Regions from separate parts of the Gossypium hirsutum genome. Here all the other regions are linked to region 3. A link is a contact called in public Hi-C data. All regions are on one chromosome and are shown on one strand. Each heading gives the region's core, a stretch centred on a gene start, on an enhancer-like site or on the middle of the called end of the contact. The rest is flanking DNA. Distances are from core to core; before and after follow the strand shown. Region 1 holds the start of LOC107916611 (L-ascorbate oxidase homolog). Region 2 holds the start of LOC107917980 (prolyl endopeptidase). Region 3 holds the start of LOC121202971. Region 4 holds the start of LOC121204710.

Region 1 (5,360 bases), core at 1,418-3,917, 380 kb after region 3:
GTTTCAGAGGTGTGTCTGCTGGAACAAATGAAACACTGTTAACTGCATATCTTTGCTTGCCGTTAACTTGCCCGGCGGAATTCGCAAGCCTGATGGTTCTGGTTGTGTTAATGAGACCGTAGTGATATGAACCCTGTGGGTTAGGCCTTGGTCCACTTGCTGTAAGGTTAGTCCTGAAACAAAAACATGCACAGAACTAGATTAGAACACATAATATAAGGTTCACAGCTTGTCGGTGTCAGTTAAAACTTGGAAAAAAAGTACCTGATAGAGCGGGCCTGGTTCAAGGACCAGTCAATTTGGATAGTTGGTCCACCAGGAGGAGGACCAGAGACAGGGCCAGCGGAATTGCTATATCGGAGAATTGCTGTAGAGGTGAGGACCCGGCTGGTGAAGCGAGTGGAGACTGCAATGTAATAATCTTTTGCAGGCTGATCAGCTTTAAATAAAACTGAACATGATTGGCCAAGGTGAAGGTCTATTGAAGAGTAGGTAGTTTGCAAAGTGTGGGTTCCCTCAACTTCTACCAACGTCAACCGATGGTTTTGGATGCGGAAATTGAGAGAATTCTGCAATCCAACATTTGATATCCGAAGCCTGTAGGTTTTCCCTGCAATAAATGGTGCACAACATGTTTATTCTCAAATCAAATCCTTCCGAAACAACTTAAACCACATATAATTAGAGTGACTAATATACCCTGTTCAACGTTGAATGAGGCACCGCCAGGTCCTCGACCGTTTATAAGGATTCCATCAGGGAAAGGGAGCTTCTTACCACGATCCAGACGAGCTTTCAAATTCTGCACAAGCACATTTCCAGAAACCAAGTGATCCCAAATGTTAGAAGTGTCACAACTTTTATGAAGATCATGCATTTTCCATTTAAATGCCAAGTAAAGGCAAGGGTTTGAAAAATGAAGGATGATTAATACCGTGTGATTGGACTTGTACCAATCTCCAACAAGAACAGTGTAATCTCCAGCAGGATCCGGGAAGGGAACCGGGATCCGAGGTCGGCTGAGGATCCTGATCCCTCCAAAACCACCAGAAGCCTTATGGAATGCAAGAGAGGGGAAGTAAAAGAAACTTCCTATCTGATCCTTGACCTGAAGAATGTATGTGAAGTTCTTTCCTGGTGGAATAGGACAGGTTGTTCCATATACACCATCTTCATAAGAATTCCTCCTCTGTTGGATTCCACTCCTACATTTACCATTTCATTTTAGTATCTGCTAATTTTAGATGGCATCTTTCATCAAGTTCACAGCTTTTACCACTTGTATGCAACTTTTCTACATTTTCAGGACTTTACAAGTGATGAACAATTCAATTCAATTCAATTCAATATCAAGAACAAAATACTGCAATCTTACATTTTATTTGCAAGCTCATAAATGATGAACAAAATATTGAGGTATGAAAGACATTAGCTTCCTTTTTCTGGTATGCGTCCAAATCTCTATCAAAACATTCCTAAGTCCACCAACATTGCACCTTCCCATTATCTCTTAGGTGGTGGTGGGAGACAGCTAATTAAAAATTGGGCCATGATGAATGATGGGTTTAAAATTAGGTAGATTATGGGCCATCCAACTTTCCCAAATTAATTCACCAGTAAAATCTTAAAACGCTGTCTCTCTCAATCAAGGACACTTTTGCTTTCTAGTTATAGACTGATACTAGACACTATTTTCTGTGTCTCCAAGACCTATGCCTTAAACCTTGGCATTCAAATTGCCGCTTTCACGGGCAGTCTTTCACTTTACAGGAAAGAGTTAAAGGAAGGAAATGAATGGGGACAACCAGATCTGCCATGTGACCAACCACATGCAAGGATGGCAGGAAAGAAGTAAAACGAATAAAGCTGACCGATTCTTTTAATAACAAATCTTAGTAAACAACTAATTAGGATGTTTGTCAGAATGGTACTAAGCTTAAAAATATGCCCCCACATGGCAGCTAGACAGATGATGATTAGTTAGATTCGTGTCTTTCAAAAGAAAGGGTGGGTAAATGTTTGTGGATAGAAGAAGATGGAATGAATGGAGTTGGATCTTACCAGGAAATAAGAAAAGGCTCGTTTAAACTGTTATGGACGTTGATAATGAGATTGTCGTTGGTAACAGAGTGAATGTCAGGGCCCGGGAATTGACCATTGATAAGAATACCCTGCCAAAATCAAAATCTAACTAATCAATTCATCATCATATATGGTTTAAAACAAAAACAGCAAGATGTGAATGAACGAAGGGTCACCGTTTGGCGAACTCCAAGAGGATAAATGTCACCAAAGGTAACATTCCAGTCGAAGAATCTGTAGGGATCTTCAGCACCGGCAATGGCAAAAAGACCAGCTGTGGCACAAAGCAATACCACCGCCAAATGAAGCTGCATTTTGGAAGTATAAAATGAAAAAAAAAAAAAAAAACCTTTCCTGGCTCTCAGTTCCTATGTAGCGAAAGTGAAAGACTTTAAAAAGAAAAAAGGAGGGGAGTGGCACACTCTTTTAGTGCGGTACAGGGGATGATGTCTGTCTGCAAGTGTAAATAAGCCGTAAAGAAAAGAAAAATAAAAGGCAGTGTCGGTGGTGGGGTGCTTAGATAAACATCAGCAATGTGATTCAGGGTCATATGAGCTTCGGCTTCATTGCAAATGTATTGATAGCGAGGCGGTGGAAGAATGACTTCAATACAATACTAATATTATGAGAGTGGTGGTGTCATGTGTGTTTTGTACTCTTCTCTTTTGTTTTGACCTTTACATGTGAAACTGCCAAGTGATTAATTTAAAGCAGGGAAACCCAAAGTCAAGACCCCACTTTTGATCTCGCATTATTTTTGTTCTTGTTAGAATCAATAAATTATGGTCTAATTTTAGTATTATACATTAATTCTAAATTTAATTTTTATACTCTAGTTTTATACTATTTTCAAATTATGTTATAAAAAAATTATGTAATTTGATTTAATGAATTTAATGATTAACATTTTAATTAAAATTGAAATTTAAAATATGAAAAATTATAAATACTAAAATTAATCAAATTTGAGAACAAGGAGAGATTAATAGCAAAATTTGACATAAAAAGTTTACTATTATTTAAATTGAAATTAAAATTTTAAAATTCAAAAATTACAATAATTAAAATTAAAAATTAAAAAAAAACTGATCGAATACATAACTTACTCATTATACAAGTAGTAAAAACATAATTCAACTTAAAACCATTATCGCTTCAATTAAAAAGTTTGAGGTTCATTCGAATTGAATTTTGTTTTCTACATTTGAGCTTAACTTATTATTTACTCCAATAATTTCAAGGACAAATTAATTAAATTTTATAATATCTTATAGTATATTTTTTATCCTCTCCATTTATTTATATACAATTTTATCTTTAAATCGATATTAAAATAATTAAATTCCATTCAAATAATTTGAATTTAATTAAACAGATACGAATGCTAATATTATATACCATTATGATTATTTGTATTTGTTTGTTGCCTCATATTTTGTCTTAAAAATGTGAATTATGATTCAGGGATGCAGTTAGGGACAGCAGGCCATTTAAAATGAAAATTTTTATTTAAATTTTTTAAAATTTTAAAATAATAAAATACTTTAATTCTCTCTAAAAAATAAAAACTTAATTTAATTTTTAAAAAAATATAAATATATAAACTATTAAAATAATAAAATTACTTTTTATTATCGTAAAATTTATAATTTGATTTTCACTTCTAAAATTCTTTTTGGCTTCGTCCTCCTATTATTATTATCAAAATAATAAACTATGAAGGAAACTAGCTCAGAAAATTCGTCGAATTTATTAAACATTACTAGGATTTCATTCAAATGGCCTCATTCTTGGTTCATTGAATCGGTAAATACTGAATATATTTTTATTTATAAAATTTAGGCTCCATTTGTTTTACTAAAAATAATTTTCGAAAAATAATTTTTAGAAAATAATTTATTTTTCTAGAAAAGTTAATATTTTCTGGTGTTTGGATGAATCTGTGTAAAATATTTTTTTATTGTTTAGTAGATTTCTTAAAAATATTTCATAAAACCTGTTTTCAATTAAACAAACATACATTTGAGATTTTCTTATTTTTTCGTTGTTTAGTTGAATTTATTTTTTATCTATAATTTTATATTTTACATTGTTTTTGCATATATTAAAAATATTATGTTAAATTCAAATTCATTACGATGCCATTTTTTAATTACATGACTATCAAGTGAGTATTTTTTATTTAAAAATGTGACATCAACAAGATGGACAAAAAAAATTAACCATGTCAACAATTCGGCTTGATTTTCAAATTTAAAAAGTAAAGGGACTAAATTCTTGAAAATAAAAGTACAAAGATTAAATTACAAATCTGTGAAGTATACATAGACTTATGACATATCTTAACCTTTATATTACAAAACATTTATTATAAATATATTTATAATTGTAATAAATATGTGTTATTAAAATATTAATATTGAATATTTTTAATAATATGTGAATAATATTATGTAAAATTATTATTTTTAAAATTTATTATTAAAATAAAATTGAAATATTAAATAATTTATTAAAATAATAAATTATATTTATTATATTAATAATTTATTATATGACTAAATATAAATAATTAAATATGTATGTTTAATAATATTGAACAATATAATATTTTAAATATTTTAAAAATAAAAAATAAAATTTATTATCAATATAATAATATTAAGCTTGATTTAAATTAATTTGTATATAAAAATAAAATTACCTATAGATGAGCTCTTTTCCTGAAAATGACTTGCGCTTTTCAAAATAGTAAGTCATTTTACAAAAAAATGACTTATTTTATCTTGACCTGTAAGTTATTTTTCATTAACTAAACTATTTTCTGTGAAACAAACACGAAAAAATACAGAAAATATTTTTCATAAAACTTTTTATATGTAAACAAACAGATCCTTAGATTCCATATTTCATTCATATTCATATTCATATTTGTTTTTTGTTTTTCTTTTACCACAGTAACAATATGTATGCATGCATGCAATGAGATTAGCAGCACATTTCCTTTATTTAATTTTGTAGCAACTTGGGACAACGAGGAAATCATTAGCGGCCTTGTTTGATGGAGCCTGAAGCAACATATATAGACCCTATCATTATCCTTTAAACTTACGTCAAGCTTCTTTTTGGTACAAAAGAAAGAAAATCAAACTATTCTATAGGATTAAATACGATTATTAATATATGTGCTTTGCGAAAGTTATGAATTTAGTTTTTTTACTTTTATTTGATCAATTTTAATACCTTACTTTTTAAATTGGTAAATTTTGGTCTTTATA
Region 2 (5,065 bases), core at 1,787-4,286, 360 kb after region 3:
TTACGGGATCTCTGCTCGCCGTGAAGATAGTATCGTTTTCATTGGTTTTACTAGCTTTCTTACTCCTGGTATAATATATCAATGTAACTTAGGAACTAAGTTTCCAGAAATGAAGATATTCCGTGAGATTAGTGTGCTTGGATTTGATCGGTCGGAGTTCAAAGTCAATCAGGTGATAAATCCTGCTCTATTCTAGTTTTGCTTACCTCTATTTTATATGGTTGTTCTTTATTTGGTATGTTACCTTTCTTTCTTTCAATTCATTTTAGGTTTTCGTGCCAAGTAAGGATGGCACCAAGATCCCAATGTTCATAATTGGGAGGAAGGACCTAAATCTGGATGGATCACACCCTTGTTTGTTGTATGGATATGGTGGATTCAATGTCAGTCTCACACCATCATTTAGTGTTAGTCGTATAGTGCTTGCCAGGCACCTTGGTGCTTTTTTCTGCATCGCAAACATTCGCGGTGGTGGAGAATACGGTGAGGAATGGCACAAAGCTGGTGCCTTATCCAAGAAGCAAACTTGCTTTGATGACTTCATTTCTGCTGCTGAGTATCTAATATCTTCTGGATATACTATGCCCGAAAAGCTATGTATTGAAGGGGGAAGCAACGGTGGGCTTCTAGTTGGGGCTTGCATAAATCAGGTTTACTTCTCTTTCATTTATTGTTTTCCTTGACCGTAAATTGTTCAAAATATTAAGTCATTTTCCTTTCTCCAGAGACCTGAGCTTTTTGGTTGTGCGTTGGCTCATGTTGGTGTCATGGACATGTTGAGGTTTCACAAATTCACCATAGGTTAGTTTCTTTTGACCTTCTTTATATTAGATGATCACTGTTATATGTTGATTAAAGTTTTGGATTGAATTAGGCCATGCTTGGACATGTGATTTTGGCTGTTCTGACAAAGAAGAAGATTTCAACTGGCTTATCAAGTAAGTCAAAATTTATATTACTTTGGCATCTGATTATGAATTAACTTGAGACAAGGTTTTGGACATTGAACTAGCTGTTGGGTTCTACCTTATGTTTATGAGGTACTCACCATTACATAATGTAAGGAGACCATGGGAGAAACTTCCTGGTAGAATGTTGCAATATCCATCCACTATGCTATTGACTGCAGATCACGATGATCGTGTCGTTCCGTTACATTCATTGAAGATGTTGGCAGTAAGTTCCTTCTGAATACTCGTACTAGTTTCTACTTGTTCGATCCACCCGCATAGGAAGCCTGGAAATTCCACCACTTGTAAGGGCACTTGGTTTCTTTGTTCTTTTTCAGACAATGCAACATGTTCTGTGTACGAGCTTGGAGAACAGTCCCCAGACTAATCCGATTGTTGGACGTATTGAGTGTAAGGCCGGTCATGGATGTGGACGTCCAACACATAAACTGGTAATCAGAGTCGTTAACCTTGTAAAGTTATCATCTTTTTAGCCACTCCCTGGACTATATTTCACCTTATGGCGTTTTTTTCCTGCAGATTGATGAAGCTGCTGACAGGTATAGCTTCATGGCTAAGGTGTTAGGTGCATCTTGGATAGAGTAACTCATACCAAATATGAAAATCTTCGTAGAGATAGGTCAAACTTTTTTCCCGACGTGAAACTACAAGAAACTATGTTACAGTGATATATGTAGTTAAAAATTTACTCATAGTTAGAATTCACAACGTTAACCTCAGGCTATATTTACAAACTATTACTTGTAAAGGAAACATGGATCAAGATAACAATAAAGTGTTCCTTATACTGAGTACGCACATACATAATTAATTGATGATCTAATGTTTATGTATGTCATCATGTGCCGAATTTTATACACAATTTATCTGATATTCTTTGAGCAAGATATTCTCGCTTTTCCTTCTTAAGATAGAGAACATTAACTGCATATATTCTATTAAATCAATACTTTAGATTTCCACTTGGTAGAAACTTAGGCGATTCTTGGACTGCCTGAGAATCCAGTTTAAAAGACATGGGATTGTAGATTCGTTGCCCACTTCTAAAGGAACATGATACTGCCAAATGCCTATCTATAACTAAATGACACACAAGTCTGGCGTCAAAGAATAGAATGTTGGTGTGGGCATGTGGGGGATAAAAGAAAACTTACCAAAAAGTAACGAAGGCTTCAAAGCATGTATCAATATTGATGTGGCGGAGATAAAAGTAAACTTAAGAGAGAATTGAAAACACAAATATTTACGTGAAAAACTCTTCCGAAGAGGATTAAAATCACGAACAAAGGAGGCTTCGGCTTATCATTAAACGAGTAAACAAAAGAGAGTATAATATGTTGCTAAATGTACTAAATTTACAAACTCAAACTCCAAAAACAAAGCTCTAACTCAAGAATAAACTTCTTTTTATAATTACCATGAAAACTCTCATCAAAACTCATTTGCGACTACATCTTGTCACCCAGAAGAAAAACCCAAGAGTACTATATGTCCCTAAAGTAATCATAGATCGACTGATAAAATATTAGAGTTCTACTCATACTAAAATATTCCTGAAGTAATTATAGATCGACTGATAAAAGATAGCAAAGTTTAATTAGGAGAAGATAATTTTGGTGGGAAACACGTCACAATGTTCTTATTTGCGTTGTCACGACGTCGCCGGCTAACTTTTGTAAGTTCCTGCAAATTGTTCCTTAAATGTGAGGCACATCTCATAAAATTACTGACAAATGAATCTCGATGATATAAAGAAACCTAATGATTATCTACATTTTACACTGATAGACTGCAATAATATTAATTTTTATAAAAAAATTCTATATTAATTTTTTATAAAATAATCTAGGAATATAAAAAATGGTGGAAAAATATAATCAAAGTATACTTAAATCTTCTTTTTAAGTGTCACATATAAATAAAATTTCGCTCATATCTCTTTATAAAAATATAGCTACCTAAATGAATACTCATATGTTTTTAACCATAAATGAATTTAAAAGAAATCACTCATCACTAAGGAATACTTATAATTTTTGGTTAAAGTAAAATCTTGTGTTTTTCATACGTTGGAAAACATTGAACTTGAAATAGATTAAGACAGAATTAGAGTTGAATTACTAGCGTAGGCGGGTCTTTTTCTTTTTTAAGGAATAATGTACAGATAAGCAAATAAAAGATTCGAAGAAAACTGGAAAAGTCTGTTTAGCCAGCCCCAGACGACCTTTAACCTAGTCAAGCCGTTTCTTTTTCCCTATTTCTAATAGATGATTTCACGCGCATGCCACGCGCTCCTTTTTAATCTTCCTTACACTACGCGCCGTCTCGGAAACCTCGCTCCCAATCTAATAGTAAAAGTCTCAGCTCCACGGAAGAGTCGCCGTTGCCTCAACCCTTTCGTTTCGACTGCTAGTCTCATGGGTTCAGTTTCTGCGTTGAAAGAGCCTTTAGAGTATCCAATTTCTCGCAGAGACGACTCTGTCGTTGACGATTACCATGGCGTTAAGATTGCTGACCCTTATCGATGGTATCCTATTTCATTAAAATTTCCATCATTTTATTCAAATTTTATATCGATTATTTTGAAGATATTATTCAATCATTTCGCTTCCTAGGCTTGAAGATCCCGATGCTGAGGAAGTAAAGGATTTTGTTCAGAAACAGGTAAAATTAACCGAATCGGTGCTTCAGCAGTGCGAAGCAAAAGATAAGCTTCGCGAGAAAATCACCAAGCTTTTTGATCACCCACGTTATGAGGTCCCATTCAAGCGAGGCAATAAGTATTTCTATTTCCATAACACTGGACTTCAAGCACAAAATGTCCTTTATGTCCAGGTTCGTAATCCAAGAATTCTATTCAAATGGATTTTATTTTTTTCGTACATAAAAAGGGATTCAAGAGCTGATCTGATGTTGAGTTTTTCTTTTTCCAGGATAGTTTGGAAGGAGAAGCTCAAGTATTGCTTGACCCCAATTCGCTTAGTGAGGATGGAACCGTGTCTTTGAGCTCCTTGTCTGTAAGTGAGGATGCTAAGTATTTGGCATATGGGCTTAGTTCCAGTGGCAGTGATTGGGTGACGATTAAAGTGATGCGAGTTGAGGATAAATCAGCTGAGCCTGATACTTTATCATGGGTGAGCTGATTGATTTGAGTCTTTGAGTGTTCAATTTTGTTTCAAGAGTCTGTTGATTGATTATCCTGCTAACCTTGCAATTCAATTCTGTTCACAGGTAAAGTTTTCAGGTATAAGTTGGACCCATGATAGCCAAGGGTTCTTCTATAGTCGTTATCCAGCACCTAAGTAAGTAAAAATGATGTTCTGATTGGAGTAGAGACGGACCTTTTTTTTTTTTTAATTCTGAAAATAGAAAATAAGGTTATGGTATGTTTATTATGTAGAGAGGGAGAAAATGTTGACGCTGGGACAGAGACCGATTCTAACCTTAATCAACAGCTATACTATCATTTTCTCGGTACAGATCAATCTGAAGATATTTTATGCTGGAGAGATCCTGAAAATCCTAAGCACTTTGTGGCAGGTGGTATCACAGATGATGGAAAGGTAAATGGATGTCATGTTTGGCAACTAGAAATGTATGAACAACTTGGAAGGCAATCTAGTTTTCACATCTTTTTTCCTTGTATTCAAGTTGTAGTATCAAGCAACTTCTTTTAACTTAATTTCACTATATTTTCATGTTTCCAAAGAGTTAAATCATAATGCTGCTAATAGAACTACTAGTGCACTGTTCTAACTGAAAGAGAGTCTGGAGATAAAATGCCAGGAGAAAGCAAATTTAATATTTTCTCATTCTATTTTTCCTTTTAAATTTTGTTGTGCAGTATCTTGTCCTAACCATTGGGGAGAGTTGTGACCCTGTCAATAAACTATACTACTGCGACATATCCTCACTTCCTGAAGGTCTTGAAGGTTTCAGGAATAAGGATGGTCTTCTCCCATTTGTCAAGTTGATTGATACATTTGATGCTCAATATGAAGCTATTGCAAATGATGATACAGTTTTTACTTTCCTTACGAATAAAGATGCCCCTAAATATAAAGTAGTCCGAGTAGATCTGAAGGAACCAAGTA
Region 3 (5,155 bases), core at 1,069-3,568:
AATTTTCATCCTTGCCATCTCAGTTTTTTCTCTGATGCCCAAGACCTAAAATTGCTGACAAATAGAATGATCTTTGTTTTCTTTTTCTTTCATTTTTGACACCTGAAGGACCTTGTTTTAGTTTATACCTAGATGATAGAATTTAATCCACAAATGTGAACATCATAAACACAATCTCGTGTTTCGATACAATTATAAATCTGTCTATTGGAGAAGTGATGTTTGATCTGATTGATGGATGATGATGCAGATTTATGGATATAGAATGTCACTGTGGGCTGAACACATGGAAAAGGTGGATGATCTGTTTAAAGAACCTGAAAGTCTAGATTGCGTTAAGGCTGTGAACAATATTGCTGAAGAAAACTGGAAAAGCTACACGAGCGAGGCATTTACGCAATTACAGGGACACCTACTCAAGTATCCCATTGAGGTAGATAGCAATGGTAAAGTAAGCCACTTGCCTGGACAAGAGACCTTCCCGGATGTTGGTGGCAAGATACTTGGAACTCGAACAACACTTCCTCGTTCTCTTACCACATAGGTTCCAATGTTTTCCATGTTCATATCCTTGTATGGGTTCAGTTCAACACCGAAGAACGGGAAGCAAGGTGGGGGCAGGTCTAGTTCATCCTACATATATATATATTGTGCAGATAAACGACTGTTTGGGTTCAAGTCAAAAACAAAAGGGGAACAGGGCGGGGAAAGTCTAGCTCTTCCTATATAGACCGTAGATTGCAGAAGCATCCTTGTGTTAACAGAGGACAGGGTTGAATTTCATGTACATGGTCGGTTTAATGTGAAACCTTAGGCATTGCAATCACCAAAATCTATACTAATTGACAATTTTTTGTAATTCTTCCAACTAATTTTGATGTAGCACGTGTTCTTGGAATTCCATCAGAGAAAGGGAAAATAATAAGAGGATATACACGTAATTGAATATCAATATATTAACAGTCAATTAGCAGTTTAGCACCGTCATACAGGCAAAATAGCCTTGAGGAAATTTTACACACTGAGTTACTAGTGTTTTCACGCTAAAGACCATTTTTTATTTTTTATTTTTTTACAACTACCCTGGAAATACAAAGTGTCTAAAGTAATTAACTTCACCAAGACAGGCAAAGGGCAAAGTTATATACAAACATGACCGAAATCAGTTTCCCAGTATGAGCAAAGAAATGTACGCTTCATGAGCCATCAAACACATTGCCGTCACCATCGTCTTCTTCATCGAACAACTTGAATCCAACATCCCATTGGCCATCCCTTTTATAATTGAAGCTGGGGTTGACATAGCATTTCATACCATGGAACAGATTCAAATTATCCACCAGCTTGTGGAAAACATTGCATCCACAACACTGCATTCATCCCCATCACCAAATCACTTCCAAACCCAGAATTCAGAATACCCAAATAAAAGACTCCACCTTGATACTGAAATTCGATTCTCTTACTTTAGACAAGTTACCTGAACAAATACGGTGCCATCGGTGTAAGCATGGGGATTGATGGCTCGAGTGGTTCGTTGACCGCAAACATTGCAAGTGAAGGCCACACGCATCCGTCGACGTGGCGACTTGGTAAAGAGAGACCATGGAAAGGTGGAAACTTGCTCCGTATTGGATTGGTCATCATCGGTTCGGGCGGGTACAGATGGACCCTCCATGCCCGATCCTGTTGTCCATCCTCTTACAGACGCCGCGCTTAGAACCAACCCCATCGCTGCATCCTAAATTGAAATCCACAAAGCAAAACCCGATTCACTAGTTTGTCCTTGAAAAAAACATACTAGCTTTATTTGTTTTTACCTGGGAGAAAGTTTGATTGCCGACGAGAGGAACGATGCTTGTGTTGTTAGGATCAGATTGGATATCGGAATCGTTACCGTCCTCTGATAATTAAAAACAGAAAAGAGAGAGAGAGAGAGAGAGGAAAATATTGGTGTTAAAACGATTATTACAGCCAAGGAAAGACATAAACGGAAAAAAAAAAGGAAGAAAGATTGAAATTAAAGGATGATATTAAGTACTTTTGGAATGGGTGGGAAAGCGGATGATTCTAGCCGGGAAATCTTTTCGTTTAGGAGAGAAGATGGAGAGAAGGGCGAGGGGTTGAGAGCCGAGCGCTTCCATAGGCGAGGCGGTGAGTTAAACTGTGTGGTCGATGGAGACCCAAAAAAAAAAGAGAGCTTGAAAGAATGGTTCTTTCACGATTTCGTTTGATCTTCAACACACAAATTCAGGGTCAGAAGTTTGAAGGCCATTGCCTTCGAGACACGTTACGGAGTAGCTTAAAACCATTCATTTATTGTACGCAATTTAGTGAACAAACAGCCCATTAGAACCAATGAATCAGAGACAACCATACTCCAAATCCAACCCAACATGACTTGCAGTCTGGCCCTTTCTCAAAGCTTTTCTGCTGTTTATAGACAGTTAGGTTAATATACCGTTGGGTACCTGAGACTGATTTTAATATTCAATTCGGTACCTGAGTTTGGCTTCGATTTTCAATTTGACATTTGAATTGTTTCAATTTGATACGTAAGTTTTTTATTTGCTCAGGTACCAAATAGTAAATTAACCCTAAACGGTTCTTATTTGCTCAAACTTTTCTTTTAGTCCCTACGCTATGTGTATGTTGCCAATTTAGTGTATTTATCCTAATTGGATTACTTTTAGTCCCTGTACTTTCATATTTTGAAATTTCAATCCTGATGCAAATGTTTATTGTTAAATCCGTCAAGTAAAATTTTGTTATTAGTCTTATACTATGCATAAATTGTAGATTGAATTTTTGTTCTCCAATTTGATCATTTTTTTTGGTCTTATGCTTTATCGATTAATCATAATTAAAACGATAATCGTTAAATCTATTAATTAAAATATCATGACTTTTATTATCAGGATTATATGAAAATAACAAGACATTATAATGGTTATATATTTGCCACGTAGGATTTTAAAAATAGTAGAATGTAACTGCTAGTGTTTGGATTAGGAGTTATATATCAATAGCCTAAGAGTACAAGGATTAAATACATAACATAGATATAGTATTGGGACTACTAATAGAATTTGGTCACCCCTGCCGTTTGCTTGAGGTAGATAGATCAGATTAAACCAAAATGCAAGTGGATAGATTAAATCTAGGATAGTATAAGGGGTAAAACTAGAATTGAACTTTAGTTGGAATTGCATAACTTAGCTGAACTATCATCACTTTGGCGCCATTCAACCTTGATTCTTGGGACGAAAGAAACATGTCCTTTTAAACTTATGGTTTGGAGTTGAAAATTGGGAGATGAGAAAAACGGGTTTTTGTTCAGCATTCTCTTTCTTTCTTAAACCGGGAGCTCTTTGTAATGCCATTCCTTCTCTTCTACTTCACTCTCATTTAAAATTAGACTCACTTGTCTCAGCTTTAATTGCTGTTGTAAACTCTTGCTGTCGTGTCTCCTACTGTCAGGCTTTTCATGCTTGAGTTATCAAATATGTGAATTACCTCACGGATTCATTGGCGAGCAGTTGGTGACTAAGTATGCAAAATCAGGATATCCTGAAGATGCACGGAATTTATCTGGTGAAATGCCCGAACAAGATTTGGTCTCCTGGAATTCTTTAATTTCGGGATTATCTCGAAGTGGGTTTACAACTAGATGCATGAGTGCGTTTTGTAGAATGAGATTTGAAATAGATATGCAACCAAATTTTGTCGCTAATTTATTTATTTATTATCTCAGATAAGGGAGCTTTAAGTGAAGGCTAGTGCATTAATGGCTTTACAGTGAAATTGGGCTAAATGAAGTGAAAATCTTGAACGCACTTTTACGTGAAGCTTGTTCGTTATTTGAAGCAACTCCATTTCTGAATTTGGTGTCGGGGAATTCAATGATAGCAATTTAAGCTCAAAATGGGCTTGCCGAGGAAATTATGGGAATTTTCATAATGATGAGAAGGGCAGGAGTTGTGTTTGATCAAGCTACTATGTTGACTGTTCTTCAGGCTTGTGAAAACATGGGCGTGAAAAATATAGCTGGGAGTATTCATGGTTTAGTTTCAAGGTTTGGTTTAATTGCTAATGTGACCATTGCAACTGCACTTTCGAACTTGTATGTAAAGTTAGGGACCTGCTTCAAGTAAAGCTTTTGGAGAGATTATCTATTTAGATAAAGTGGCATGGACTGCCATGTGAACATGGCTATGGAAAAGATGCAATAAAGCTCTTTAAAGTTATGGTGAGAAGTGCACAGCCTGATCATGTTACCTTCTCTCGCTTGTTAAGTGCTTGTAGTCATTCAGGACTTGTCAACGAGGGGAAGCATTACTTCAAGATTATGTCTGAAGTTTACGGGGTAGAGCAAAAGTTAGATCATTATTCTTGCATGGTTAACCTTCTTGGCAACTCGGGACTTCTCACTGATGGATATGATGTGATTAACTACATGCCGAGAGAACCAAATTCTGGTGTCTGGGGTGCTCCTCTTGGTGCTTGCAGAATGTATGGTAATACTGAACTTGCAAAGGAAGTTGCATAAAGATTATTTTCTCTAGATACATCATATGCCAGAAACTACATCATGATGTCGAATATATATTCTGCAGCTGGAATGTGGAGAGATGCCTCAAAAGTGAGGACATCAATGGAAGAGATGGGTCATGGAAGAGATGGGTCTCAACAGAACAGCTGGATGTAGTTTCATTGAGGATGTAAATAAAATCCATCGCTTTGTTGTGGGTGATAAATCTCACCCTGAGGCAGATGGGATATATAAGAAGTTGAAAGAATTAATTGGAAAGATAAGGAAAGTCGATTTCATGTCTGAGACAGAGTTTGTTTTACATGATGTTGATGAGGAGCTTAAAGAGAACATGATCAAAAACATAGTGAAAAGTTAGCTATGGCATTTGGGCCTTGCTACACTCCCACTGATTATAACAAAAACCTTAGAATATGCGGTGATTGTCATAGTATGGTAAAGGCTGTAGCACTGATTGAGAAGTGTGCCATCATAATTCAAGATTCAAAGCGGTTTCATCACTTGTCATGGATTATGTTCTTGTAGAGATTACTGGTGTAACATTGGAAACAGAGGAGTCATGTGTAAAGAATTCTTTGATTGATATTTGTAACTTCATATAAA
Region 4 (5,472 bases), core at 2,828-5,327, 280 kb before region 3:
AGTAAGAACAACATATTATAATGCACCAGCAAGACTCCTATACTCAATTGGATCCGTTAGAGGATCGCTATCATCTTTGGACATAATAGTCGAGCCAACTATTGGCGTATGAACACACCTCAATTGGTCATCGAAGTTCGGCCAAGAAGATCCCGTATATATTTTTTTTGACACAGATGAAGACATCCGGAGGAGGAGCGAGAAACTTCAATCTCAAGGAAATAATGGAGATCACCCATATCCTTAAGCGAGAATTCATTATTTAAAAAATAGAAGAAGACATGCTCCCAGTTATAATAATATCATTGACGTGCACAAGCACATAGAGTGTACCCGAATAAACAAAGACGCATCAGACTTCAAACCAACAAATCCAACCGAGATAAGAAATTGCTTCAGCTTTTCAAACTAGACACGAGGAGCCTGACGAATACCATACAACGCTTTCTTGAGACAACACACTAGAAGTTGTCCATCTGAACTATACTGAACATAACCTGGAGGTTGCTGCATCAACACTTCATTATCTAGATCACCATTTAAAAAAGTATTATTGACATCGACCTAATGAAGAGGCCATCTTCTGGAGACAGTAATGGACAAAATAACCCGGATAGTGGTAGGTTTCACCACCGGACTGAATGTTTCCTTGAAGTTGCACCCAGGAACTTGAGAACAACCTTTGGCAACTAACTGAGCCTTACGTCGATCAATAGTGCCATCAGGATTTTTCTTGACCTTGAAAAGCCATTTACATCCGATAACATTGCGATTTGGCATTAGCGGAATAAGCTCCCAGGTAGAGTTGCGAATAAGGGCATTATATTCAGCTTAAGCCGCAACACGCCACTCAGATGTAGAGAACGCTTCCTCAATCGTAGAAGGCTTTATAGCTTCAATATTCAAAACCTTCGGTTTAAAAATACCCGCCTTTGACCGAGTAATCATGGAATGAGCATTTGAAACAGACACATAGGGGAGTTCCGGGCCGAGAGGAATGGAATGAACATCAATAGTAGGTGTAAACGAAGATCCATCACCTCACTACCACCAATAAAGACTGGACTAGACAGCAGAGGTGCCTGTTCAAACGGAACCTCAACCGAAGGAGCAGTAGAGACATAAGGTAAAGAAAAGTAGCCATTGTCAGACATCAACCCCGTAGATTGAGGCGCAACCTTCTAAACCTGAAGAAATATTGGTAATCTAATGAAGAAATTCTATTCATATATTTAGACTTCAAAACTTGTTTCTGTACATTTGAAAAATAGTATTTATAGACTTAGTTAACAGACTTAGCTAACAAACTTAGCTAACAAACTTGCTAACAGACTTAGCTACTCATAACAACTTGACTAACAACTTAGCTAAGCTAACACTAATATCCTTAACATTCATCCATCTTCTCCAGATGTAAGACCCGAATAAATTTTTGAAATCGAGTAAACAACAGCACCAAAAATGGTTTGGTAAGAACATCCGCAATTTGAACACATGCCGTATCCCTAAAAAATACAAGACTGTGATTGAAAATCTAACTTATGCCGTTGAAATGGACGCAAGTACAGAAAGCAGCAACACCCAAAAATCGGTAAGTGATCATATGATGGATCTCATCCATAAAGGGCTTTGCTATATCAGAATAGGATCACCCATCCAGGCTAGATCCTTTTTATCGTCAATTCCTTTTCCAATGATCCATCGAATTCCATTCCATTCAACCGGGATTTATTTTCAATTTATATCGAGTATTATCAATATTTCATCAATTATCATGAATTGAACATTCAAATCATATTTTCATCACATAGCCACATATTTCAAGTATTTAAAAATACAATTCAAGTTACACAAACTTACCTCATTGCTTGTTTGTGTTTATAATTTCATTAATCCGATATCTTTTCTTTTCCACGATCAAGTCTCGTATTTGAGTCGTCCGGATCTTTATAAATAAATTTGATCATCATTTTCATTCATTTCATATTCTAATGCATTTAATTAATGCTCTAGGAAAAATTACCATTTTGCCCCTAAACTTTTAATTAATGAAGATTTCATCCTTAGGGTCAGGAAAATAAAATTCTTGCAATTTAATCCTTATTTCCAGCTATTATTCTCATACATATTGATAACAGTCTCTATAAAATATCAAAATTTTCCATAATTTCAACACTTTTCAATTTAATCCTTAAAATATGTTTTCCCCCAATCTTGAACTAAATTAATAATTTCACTCAATATTATAATTTAAATAATAAAATAATCCATTTCATGCAATTTGATCATTTCTGACATACGAAGTTTGTCCATTTAAAACAAGAGTAGGAAGACGACTAATGAGATAAACCGCACAACAAAACGCATAGGCCCAAAACTCCATAGAGAGATCTTCTTGGGCCAAAAGGGTAAGGCCCATATCTATAATGTGCCGATGTTTACGTTCAGCCACTCCATTTTGTTCCGAGGTATATGGACAAGTCAGCCGATGAACTATCCCTTGAGATGCTAGAACAGAAGTAAATGCTCGATACTTACAACCCCAATCACTCTGAAACTGTTTGATAGTCTTGCCAAACTGAGTCTTGATCAATTTTTGAAATTGAATAAAATATTCTATGGCCTGAGATTTTTGACGAGCCAAATAAATCCAACAAAACTGAGTACACATATAAATAAACGACACATAATACCAGTTATTATCACACGCAACTGATGCAATCCCCAAAGATCAAAAACATCTAATGCAAAGGGATCAATATATTCTATAGTTGAATCAGAAAATGGCAATTTATGGAATTTGCCTTTTTTACAAACAATGCAAACACTATCAAGCAACATATTATTTAATGTAAGATTACACTTATCCAGAACAGTTTTAACAACAGACGTAAACGGATGGCCCTGGTGATTATGCCACAATGAAAAAACATCACTGTCATCGGGCCGACGCTGAAGTCCAACGTGAGCAATAGAAGGAGCTATAGTGCTTGAAATAGAAGTACCCGGTAAGGAAAACACGTACAATCCATCAGGAAGATGGCCTTCAGCAAAACTTCCCGGGTCACGCTGTCCTTAATAACACAATATGTGGAATGGAATTCAAAAAAGACACCATTGTCAGTGGCAAACTGAGATACAAATAATAATTTTTTTTGTACTGCCGGAACACACAAAACATTAGATAACCAAAGCAGTTTAGACTGCGTAAATTATACCCCCTGACCAATAGACGAGATTATAGCAGGCGTTCCATCAGCTATTAAGAGTGAAGACGTACCTGAATACGGGTTAAGTGTCATGCAAAGCCGAAGGATCCCGACAAACATAATTACTAGCACCAGAGTCAGGTTACCACGAGGAGGTGCCAACTGGCATAAGAATATACGAGTCTGTGCCATCACCATTAGAGCCAACTTGTGTAGTATTTCCATAAGACCTAGAGGAATCAAAATAATCAGATGCGTGAATGTCACCGACTCGAGGAAGTCCAATGCAAGGATCAAACCCAGAGTAGACACGCGCACAGGGTTTGGTGCGCCAAGGAACCACAATCCCACTCGGCTGACCATCATTCGGCCCTACACCAATAAAGGGATCAAATTGAACATTATTAGAAATAGGCTCAATAGGAATGGATGGGGTAGTCGGCCTAGGAACGCCATGTACAGGCCCAAAAGCATGTGATCGACGCACATGAGGCCTAGGCGCATAACCCATAGCTGGCCCACGTGCTGACAAATTGGGCTGCTCATTAACACCATGTACACCTCTATTGCCATCATGAGAGAAAAAATCTCTTTGACCCACGATGTACTGTTGACCACATTCAAAACAATTTTGACCAGAATTAGGTGTAAACCTAGGCCGACGGTTTTTTTGAGAGAACCAGCCTTCATCTCCAAACTCATCATGCAAACCAGGAGACAAGCCTACCATTAAAGTTACTTGATGCGACGCCGGAGCCATTGCCGGCAAAGAGTCGTCGCGATGGTACCTATTGTAGCACCTTCGTGCGATATGTCCAAACCGCAAGCAAATTTAGCACTGTAGACGTGGCCGAAAACTTCTTCCTCGACTACCACGAGATGGAGGTCGACCACCACGAGTGACACCCTTCACTAGCTGCGAAGAAACATTCTCCACCATATTCGTCACAAATAAGAGCTCTTGGACCTCTCGCGCCTGACGAGACTCACACTCGAGGAGGGCATCGACTACACGTTGAAAAGGAAACGGAGTGGAGGAGAGAGACGCAGAGGACACAACAACATCAAACTCGGCCGGTAATCCTGCAAACATGATTTCAATTTTCTCTGCCTCTGAGATGTGAGAACCAGAAGCTTCCAAGAGAGCACAGAGACCTTTGATTTTCGCAACATACCCCTTGATGGAGAGGCTCCCTTTCTTGAGAGAATGCAATTCATGACGGATCCGAGATTGCTTAGCACTTGTGTTGGCCGCAAACAGACTTGTCGTAGTCAACCACACGTCAGAAACCGATCGTACATTCGTGAAGAAGGACAAAAATGAAGAGCTGATCGTGGAAAGAAGCCACGAGGTAAGAAGCTAATCTTGTTGATCGAAGACCGTGGCAGACGAATTCGCAAGAAGAGCACTGTTTGGTCCTTGGTCAAACCTCTGCGGAGCAGTAAAAGAGCCATCCAAAAAGCCTACCAAATCATATCCAGCAACAATGTGTCGAATCTGTTACTGCCATTGAAGAAAAGTGCCTTCGTCAAGTTTGACCACATCATGCCGAGGAAACGACGTCATGACATGATCACCATGAAAGACCGCACCATGATGCTCATTGAAATCGGAGTCAGCGGAGTGAGTAGTAGCCATCCCCGAGTATCAACAAGCGACTGATACCATGAAGAAATATTGGTAATCTAATGAAGAAATTCCATTAATGTATTTAGACTTCAAAACTTGTTTTTGTACATTTGGAAAATAGTATTTATAGACTTAGTTAACAGACTTAGCTAACAAGCTTAGCTAACAAACTTGCTAACAGAATTGCTACTCATAACAGCTTGACTAACAACTTAGCTAAGCTAACACTAATATCCTTAACACATTGAGACAGATTGTTTACGAGTAGTGAACTCTTTGCATGCTCAAGATATTGATGTCTCTGAGTTTGGTTTGTTGGTTCAGAACTGCCGAAATGTTACTTATTTTCAGCATTTTTCATTTTGTTGGACTCGTGAAGAAGCTAATAAAGCTACTCATTCGCTTGCTCGGGTAGTTTCATTGTATACGAACCACAGAATAGAGTAAGCCGTCTGATGGTCTCTCTATTGTTTTATCATTTGATGCTATGAATGCCGAGGCTAATAATAGTGTAAAGTGTAGGATGGGATGTATAAGGTAAGTCTGTGTGCTTGGGTTAGTTTTGCTCTTGCCTTTGCTTCAGTTGACTTGTTTTATTGCTCTTGTTTTGTTACTTTGGTTTTTAATACAATT

Evidence for each region. A called contact is a pair of places that touch in the nucleus more often than the background predicts.
Region 1: a Hi-C map of leaf shows a contact between it and region 3, with 3 times the contacts expected there. The contact joins the promoter of LOC107916611 here to the promoter of LOC121202971 in region 3. A contact is called at or near these places in 2 of 34 Hi-C or Micro-C datasets (leaf and petal).
Region 2: a Hi-C map of leaf shows a contact between it and region 3, with 2.7 times the contacts expected there. The contact joins the promoter of LOC107917980 here to the promoter of LOC121202971 in region 3. A contact is called at or near these places in 9 of 34 Hi-C or Micro-C datasets (callus, hypocotyl and leaf).
Region 4: a contact with region 3 is called in a Hi-C map of leaf, with 1.8 times the contacts expected there. The contact joins the promoter of LOC121204710 here to the promoter of LOC121202971 in region 3. A contact is called at or near these places in 8 of 34 Hi-C or Micro-C datasets (callus, hypocotyl, leaf and 2 more).

The regions. Positions count from the first base shown.
Region 1 is chrA01:20,835,129-20,840,488 of Gossypium_hirsutum_v2.1, reverse strand. LOC107916611 (L-ascorbate oxidase homolog) reads right to left here and starts at 2,667. Exons shown (of 8, transcript XM_016845915.2): 1 at 2,259-2,667; 2 at 2,062-2,171; 3 at 935-1,205; 4 at 700-802; 5 at 265-610; 6 at 1-173. The coding sequence starts at 2,396.
Region 2 is chrA01:20,855,392-20,860,456 of Gossypium_hirsutum_v2.1, reverse strand. LOC107917980 (prolyl endopeptidase) reads left to right here and starts at 3,036. Exons shown (of 12, transcript XM_016847444.2): 1 at 3,036-3,498; 2 at 3,587-3,806; 3 at 3,905-4,105; 4 at 4,203-4,273; 5 at 4,372-4,534; 6 at 4,816-5,065. The coding sequence starts at 3,239. It overlaps LOC107918106 (prolyl endopeptidase), which reads left to right. Exons shown (of 12, transcript XM_016847619.2): 6 at 1-172; 7 at 270-650; 8 at 726-801; 9 at 875-938; 10 at 1,041-1,176; 11 at 1,289-1,402; 12 at 1,491-1,804. The coding sequence ends at 1,556.
Region 3 is chrA01:21,218,070-21,223,224 of Gossypium_hirsutum_v2.1, reverse strand. LOC121202971 reads right to left here and starts at 2,318. Exons shown (of 4, transcript XM_041074586.1): 1 at 2,042-2,318; 2 at 1,821-1,903; 3 at 1,481-1,741; 4 at 933-1,370. The coding sequence starts at 2,144. The coding sequence ends at 1,197. LOC121204538 (phospholipase D delta) reads left to right here. Exons shown (of 10, transcript XM_041074556.1): 10 at 251-930. The coding sequence ends at 544. It also overlaps the pseudogene LOC107917378.
Region 4 is chrA01:21,504,479-21,509,950 of Gossypium_hirsutum_v2.1, reverse strand. It overlaps LOC121204710, which reads right to left and starts at 4,077. Exons shown (of 3, transcript XM_041075095.1): 1 at 3,937-4,077; 2 at 3,281-3,581; 3 at 2,577-3,074. The coding sequence starts at 3,969. The coding sequence ends at 2,617.